2 separate regions of the Triticum aestivum genome follow, and region 1 is linked to region 2. Evidence: chromatin contacts called from public Hi-C data. All regions are on one chromosome and are shown on one strand. Each heading gives the region's core, a stretch centred on a gene start, on an enhancer-like site or on the middle of the called end of the contact. The rest is flanking DNA. Distances are from core to core; before and after follow the strand shown. Region 1 overlaps LOC123119849 (a long non-coding RNA gene). Region 2 has its middle 7.9 kb from the start of LOC123119845.

The links. Hi-C and Micro-C count contacts between places; a contact is called where the count stands out from the background.
Region 1: a Hi-C map of leaf shows a contact between it and region 2, with 6 times the contacts expected there. The contact joins two enhancer-like sites. A contact is called at or near these places in 2 of 5 Hi-C or Micro-C datasets (both in leaf).

Annotation. Positions count from the first base shown.
Region 1 is chr5D:125,156,223-125,160,085 of IWGSC CS RefSeq v2.1, forward strand. It overlaps LOC123119849 (a long non-coding RNA gene), which reads left to right. Exons shown (of 10, transcript XR_006459014.1): 10 at 1-536. Among protein-coding and RNA genes, the nearest start is that of LOC123119849, 7.4 kb to the left of the region's middle. Within about 2 kb of position 2,254, at least 3 of the 8 cell types and tissues checked have an H3K27ac peak or open chromatin away from gene starts, as enhancers often do. A contact at or near this core is called in leaf, where this site is marked.
Region 2 is chr5D:124,678,748-124,682,749 of IWGSC CS RefSeq v2.1, forward strand. No RefSeq gene overlaps it. Among protein-coding and RNA genes, the nearest start is that of LOC123119845, 7.9 kb to the left of the region's middle. Within about 2 kb of position 1,409, at least 3 of the 8 cell types and tissues checked have an H3K27ac peak or open chromatin away from gene starts, as enhancers often do. A contact at or near this core is called in leaf, where this site is marked.

The DNA.
Region 1 (3,863 bases), core at 1,004-3,503, 480 kb after region 2:
AAATGAGCAGAAATAGCAAAAGTTATTCCTGGAAGGTACTGCATGCCAAACAACTTACATCATGGGTCTTGCTTGTAGTATTTGCTTTCTGTTTGTGTCCTTTCTATCTCTTGTGTGTGTGACTGACTATGTGTGACTGTGACAGTGTATGTGTGACTGACTCTGTGTGACTGTTACTGTGTGTGTGACTGAATCTGTGTGTGACTGTGACTCTCTGTGTGACCGGACTGTGTGTGTGTGTTTGAATTAATATTGCATTTGCTTGATGGTGTGTGCTGTATGCTTTGCTTGGTGTGTCCTGTATGCTTTGCTTGATGGTGTGTCCTGAATGCTTTGCTTGTGTGTGTTTGAATTAATATTGCATTTGCTTGATGGTGTGTGCTGTATGCTTTGCTTGATGGTGTGTCCTGTATGCTTTGCTTGTGTGTGTGTTTGAATTAATATTGCATTTGCTTGATGGTGTGTCCTGTATGCTTTGCTTGATGGTGTGTCCTGAATGCTTTGCTTGAATGATTGGTGTTGTTTGTTTTGTTTGTTGTGGTTTAACACTGCCTTTGCCGGTCCCAAGCCCGGATGTGAAAATGTGGAGGGAGCTGCATTGATATTGCATTTGCTTGATTGTGTGTCCTGTATGCTTTGCTTGAATGATTGATGTTGTTGTATAATTTGTGTTTTGTATTGTTGTGGTTTAACACTGCCTTTGCCGGTCCCAAGTCCGGATGTGAAAATGTGGAGGGAGCTGCAGTTACCTTCTTTGTATTGTTTGCATTACACACAGTTTGCATTACCTTCTTTGTATTGTTTGCATTACACACAATTTGCATTACCTTCTTTGTGGTTACTGTCCTGATTGAAATAGTGGATCTTCACATACTGTGATAGCATGTGATGAAGCTTTGAAATGCATCCTTCCTTGCTATGAAAAATCTAGGCATGCCAGGAACTTCATGATTCCTTTCTCAAGCTGTATGAGGTCAGTGTTTTTTTTTTTTGCGAATAATATGAGGCCAGTGTTTACTTACGACAATACCAAAGGGGAGCGAATGTTCGATTGTTTGGGTGGTGTATGGCTTCCCTAGAAAATAAAATGCAATGCTATCTGTTCGGCTGTATACAAATTTTTCCGACCATAGAATTCATCTCGTCTCCTAAATTAATCCTACTGGTTTTAAATCTTGTCAGTGTGGATGTTCTTTTTCTACTAATATATATTGTCAAGTAAATGCATCTCCTAAATTAATCCTACTGGTTTTAAATATTGTCAATGTGAATGTTCTTTTTTCTGCTAATATATATTGTCAAGTAAAAACCTCAGTTGTTTGTCCCAAGCAACTGGGCGCTGCTAGCTAGGCAAGTTGAGTGAGTAATAATGTCCTGAACACTATAGAACTGACGTTAGTTCTATATATATTGATCTTGTGTGAACGCGCTCTGCGCCCTCGGATGCATCGCACGGATCTTGGCGTGAGGATCACCATGTGAGGCGTTGCGCTAACTGTCGGCTGAGCGAACGTTCCGTATATCCCCCTCCCTCGCTCCACTAACGCCAGTCCCCCATCTTTTCCTAACCCGTCTCGCCACTCCGCCCCATAGGTGATTCAGTATGGTTTCTTTGTCTCCGCTGGCAATTCGAGCGTCTTCGATCTATCGGAATCAAGTTCTTCATCGACTCCAGCATTGGGCTAAGGCGTACACTGCTCCGCCGCCACCGCTCTGTTTTCTGTAGGGTTCATTCCGCCGGGGTTCGATGGATGTTGAGTGGTTGACATGGCGGTGGTGACATTTTTATTCGCTCAACAACCGTAGATTTGTCGACACGGCGTCGCAATTGCAGTCGTCGCGGTGGTGAATTGCGGTGTCATGGTAGGGTTCCCAAATGTTGGAGCTGTTGCGATGGGGAGGGCCGTAGTGTGCGTGGGATTAATTGTGGCGAGCGTCGTGGCCACGACCGCAATAGGGCCATGGGGAGGGCCGTAGTGTGCGTGGGATTAATTGTGGCGAGCGTCGTGGCCACGACTGCAATAGGGCCATGGGCATTGGTTCGATTTTTGCGATTTTGTTAGGGCTGTGAAGAGTTCGGTTTTTGCGATTTTCTTTGTATCTTAATTTTTTTTTCTTCTCTTTCCCAGGCCGCAGCCCAACCACTTTCTAATTCTATTTTGTCCCTGCTTCCCTTCCATCCTCATGGGCCTGCAGCCCAACCACCCAGGCGAGCGAGCGACTGGTTTCCTTCTCTTCCTCTGCCATTGTACGCTCTCACTTACATCGCAGAGGCTATATCTCGCTTATAGCAAGTCTTCCTTTGGTCTCGCCTGAAGCACGTCTATAGTTTTCGGCCGGCCCATTCACACTAAAATAAATACACTAGAGAAAAAGGGTCACTCATGAACCAATCCCACGAGGCCACGTTGTCCTAGCTGTAGCGTTGCGCTGCTAGCCACTTGTCCACCACCTTGTTCATATTTAATTAGAAGGTCACGACCTTGTTAAAGAAAAAGCGTTGGGTTTTCACTGGTTTTTGTTTTTTTTGCTTTTCTTTTTTTCACCGTTTTCCTTCATTTTTTCTCTATTTTACTGGTTTTTTATTTTCTTTTGCTATTCTTTATTTCATTGTTTTTCTACACAAATTTTCGGTATATATCTAATAGACATTTTTATAATATACATGTTTAATATTTTTCAAGTACAAGAATAAGATTTATTGATTACCATTTATTGAATACATGGTCAATATTTTGTCAATATACAGTTAAAAAATTTCAAATACTTGATTTACATTTTGTAAATACCCGATAACATTTTTTAATACAAGGTCAACATTTTTTGTGTACACATTTTACACTTTGTTTTTTCAAATCCTTGATTAACAATTTTGAAATACTAGTTTAACATTTTTTCAATACATGGTCAACATTTTTACTGTATATATTTAATATTTTTTCAAATGTTTGATTAATATTTTTTGAGCATATGATTAATATTTTTTCTGTGCACATTTAACATTTTTCATATAAAACCAAACGACAATTTTAGAAGTTTTTTAATACATGGTCAACATTTTTGTATACACATTTAACAATTTCTAAATGCTTGTTTAACATTTTCTTAATACTTGTTTTCAAAAAATTCAAATGCTTCGATTAATATTTGTTAAATACATGATTAACTTTTTTACACATCTTAATTTTTTTGTATACATGAGAAACTTTTTCTCTATGTACATTTAACATTTTTGAAATGCTTGCTTAGAATTTTTTAAATGTTTAATGTAAAATATTTTGTAATATATTTATCTAGAATATTCGTAAGTATACACGAAAGTAAAAAATGAAAAAAAAACATGAAAAAAAGAGGCAATGGCCTCCCGCGCACTGGGCCAGCCCATACACTCGCGCGACTTCGTCGAGTCGGAAGGTTACCTGCTATAAGTGAGTTATAGCCGCACCCTACTTACGTAAGCGAAACATACATCCATATGATGGAAACCCCACCTATTACTCCCTTCAATTCGAGTAAATAACATAAAACTACTACAGTTCGGGCTAGGGTTTCAAAAAACTACTAATTTTATTTTTTTGCTGATAACTACCAACTTTAGGGTCGGCTGTTCAAAACCCCCAAATGACCGAGTGCTTTAAAATCGATCGTGATTATGACAAGGATGGCCCAGTCGTTGGAGCTGACGTGGCATAAAATGTCAACACCGATATCTTCCTTACTCAGCATGTTTTCTTCTCCTCTGTCTCTCTTTCTTCCTCTCGCCGTTCGCCCTCAGCCATGGAGGACCTCGTGCTCGACACGCATGCTCGCCACCATGGCTGACCAACCGGTGGCTAGAGTGATGTCGCCGGCGGGCAGCCCGT
Region 2 (4,002 bases), core at 159-2,658:
CCATCCTCAAGTGTCTCCCTGAACGCTTGCATAAATCTCTCTTGCCGTTCATTTCCTCCTTCCTTTTCAAATGAATATAAGATTTCGTTCATATCTCCAATGATCACCCAAGGCATGTCACATAAACTCTTTAAATCTCTAACCAACTTCCAAGTAAGATGCTTATGTTTCCACTTTGGCTCACCATATAAACCTGTCAATCTCCAAAAGTTCTCAGGCCCACTGCCAACAAAAACATCTATAAAATTGTCATCCTTATCCCTTAGGGAGACCGCAATCTCCTTCTTCCTATAAGATTAGGCCGCCGCTTCGGCCATTGCTACGAACCACCATTTTGTGATCCATCTTAAGACGTCGACGGAGACACTCAACAGGGTAATCATCTAGATGTGTTTCTAACAAAAATATAATGTCTGGACTCCTACGCTTCTGTACAGCCAGGAGCGCTCTAGTTGACGCAGCTTGCTGCAAACCACGACAATTCCAACTGAGTATTTTCATTGCTTCTTTCCTGAACAAATAAACCTCCACAATCTAGAACAGTACAATAAGGAATCACTCCGTGATGGATTGTAGAGAAGTCATCCAACTTAGAGTCAGATTTTACAAGCCATGTTCCTCCGACCTAGCAAGTAGCAATGGAACATATGAAAAAGAATCTCCTGCAGTCCTGGAACCACGTTGGTCAAAACTAACAGCAGATAGAGAAAACCAGCCACGACACCACAAGGGCGCCGTCTGGGACAGAGATCGCCGGCCAACGTGCCGCCGCCAGCTGGCGGCCGGCGGCGGTCCGGCAAAACCCTAGTCGCCTAGGGATTGCCTTGGACAGAGAGGAAAAACGCTTCGCCTCATACACAACCAGCAAAAACTTGGGCATCCGATATTAAAATACCGTATAGCCGCCTCATCATTTCTGGAAGTAGAGGATGGCGACCGACCATGTACCCATGGGGTCATCCATCCGATGGCTCTAAATTGTGGGGATGTTTTCTTCAGACTAGCCACAATGGGTAGTAACATAGACTAGTAACATACATATGTTACTAGTCTATATTACTACCTCTATAGTGGGAGTAACATATGTGTGGTAACATGCAACACTTCAATTATTAGGCTATAGACTCATCTTGCCTTGATATATGTGATGTTACTCATACTACTAGTAACTAGCTATGTTACCACTTTGCTCTCTTTCTTGATTTATTGCTTGCCACATCATCTATTTTATCTAGATATGTGTGATGTTACTATCTATATTACTTCCATTATCGGTAGTCTCAGGCAAACACGCGTCGATGAAGCAGGTGGAAATGAGCCAGGCGGGCGCGGTGGTGGTCCTCACATCTTTGTTCCTGAATGCTGCGTGTGGAGCGCGGGTGCATACGTTCGTGGTGAGGTCAAACCGGCAGGGGCGCGCGAGCAACGCATGGTGGTCCACCACAGGCGGGAGGCGCGCGGTGGCAGGCTTGGCGGGAGCCGGGTTAGCGGTCGCGGCGAGTTCCATCGCCAGCGGAAGCGGCGACACACGCGCGAGCAAAGCGATGTGTGTGAGATGGTGAAGATGCCGGGCGTAGGCAGTTTGCGTGGACCGTGTGTGGCGATGGGAAGTGAGCCACGTGTGGGTGCTCATTTTATCATTGGCCTAGAGGATGCGGTGATTCGTTTCCTGATTAATGTGTTTTATTCCTAATTAAGGTATTTTAATGTATTGATGTCATACATCACGTGGAGAATCACCGATGTTGGTGTTTATGGAAATTAAATCGAAAATAGGGATGTTGTGAAGCGAGATACTCTCTCTGTACCGGTGCATAAGTCATCTTACGAAAACCAAATAATCCCAAAACACTTAGACGCGATGCATTAATTTCTATTTTATTTCCTGACATGAATAAAGAAATCAACCAATAAGAGACGTGGGGCGTGTATGTTTTTAATGACTTGAGACTTAAGGGCAATCTTCCATGTGGTGGCAAGGGCTACCATTGGCAACAAGTGTACAACTCTATTTTGGGAGGATAGATTGATCAATGGGTTCCGAGTTTGCGAGCCAAGTCGGCGAGGACGGTTGCGGAGGCCCTGCTACATGACTCTTGGGCGCTTGACATTGGTCCGAATCTCATGGCCGATGAGATACACCAGTTCATGGCCTTATGGCCTAGAGTGGCAGAAGTTCACCTTGACCCTACCGTAGAAGACTCCATAAACTGGTCGCGGGAGAAGGACGGTGCATTCTTGGCATGATCGGCATACACGGCCAAATTTGCGGGCCAGGAGATGTCTCCGACGACATCCTTCACGTGGAAGTCAAGAGCCCCACTGCAGTGTCGCTTCTTCAACTGGCTAGCGATCAAGAATCGCTGTTGATGCCGGTTAGGCTTGCCCGGCACGGCCTACCCCATCAGGCAGCATGCCCTTTCTGCGACCAACATGATGAGACCTTGGACCACCTCATGATGACCTGCATTTTTGCGCTTGAGTGGCTTTGGATATTAACTGCGGCCGACAGACAGGACGTGGTGGCTACATGCAGTGAGACCATGCAGAGTTGGTGCATCCGGCAAGAGCAAGTACAAGACCATAGGAGGACCACCCGCGCCATTACCTTACTAGTCCTGTGGGAGTTGTGGAAGCACCGTAACGGCATCGTTTTTGATGAGGTCACACCTTCAACAATGAAAGTCATCGAGCGGATCAACAACGAGGGACGAGTTTGGCGGGAAGCCGGGTTGCTCAAAGGAGATCTTGAGGGATTCTTTGCTGGCTTGTCGAGGTGGGTAGTTCGGGAGTAGTTGCGATACACTCTTAGGTGCCTGTGAACAGAGCATCTGACATGTGGATGCACCACTATTGTAATTTTGTGGACTTAGGGAATTCTTCCCTCCCCTCTATTAATGAATGATATGCACATTTGTGCGTATTCCAGGAATTTTTTTTACCTCACATCTAACTCTTCAACCACATGATTGATTGCTATAAAATTAAATGTAAATTGTTTTGTCTAGTGCGGGTTGCTGCTTCTCTGTTGCTGCGCGTTTGTTTTCCCGGTCGTGCGTGCGTCGTGGCTGCTTATATGGGACACGTTGAGAAAGTCAACAAAACATGTTTTATAAGTGTGTACGTATGCCCTCTCCTATCCTTCCCTACTAATTGTGTTTTTCCTTTTCTTTTCTTCTTCCTTTTTTGTTTTTATTTTTACTTTTTATTATTTGTTTTAAATTCATGAACTTTCTCAAAATTTATGAGTTTTTTGTCGGTGTCAGTTGCCCATTATTATACACGCAACCCAAGTGTCATCATGCCCTGTAACTGTATGTATTCGACGCGATTACAATTAAGGGGCGGAAATGTTTTGTCGTAGGGCACTTGCATGTCTCTTATTAGACAGCCCGCAAAAAAACTGTCGCTTATTAGACACGCAACTTCAAGCATCAACCTGTGATTGCAACTACATGTCTTTTAACAAGACTATAGATTTGTCGTAGGGACATAAGTGTTTGTCATCAAAGTTGTTTTAAATGGACTTACCAAACATTATCTAGATGAGATTTAGCAATTATGAATTATATTAAATTCATTTTTATTATATTTTCTATTTTCTCCTTTCTCCTTTTTCTGTTTCTTGTTTTTCCTTTTTATTTTCATTATTTTTTCACTCTGTCATATGCTCGCTTAAATTGTCGTGTGAATCTTGATTGCGGGTTGTTTTGTTGCCTGTGTCACGTCTTGCACCATATGTCTGGTGATACGTCTTCATCGTATCTACTTTTCCTAACGCTTTTGCTCTTCTTTTGGACTCTAATTTTCATGATTTGGATGAAACTAACCCGAACTAATGCTGTTTTCAGCAGAACTACCATGATGTTGTTTTTGTGCAGAAATAAAAATTCTCGGATTGAAACGAAACATTTTGGATGTTTATTTCAGAATAAGTAAAAAATACTGGGACCAAGAACCACCGGAGGGGGTGCCCTGGGTGAGCACGATACACCAGGGCGC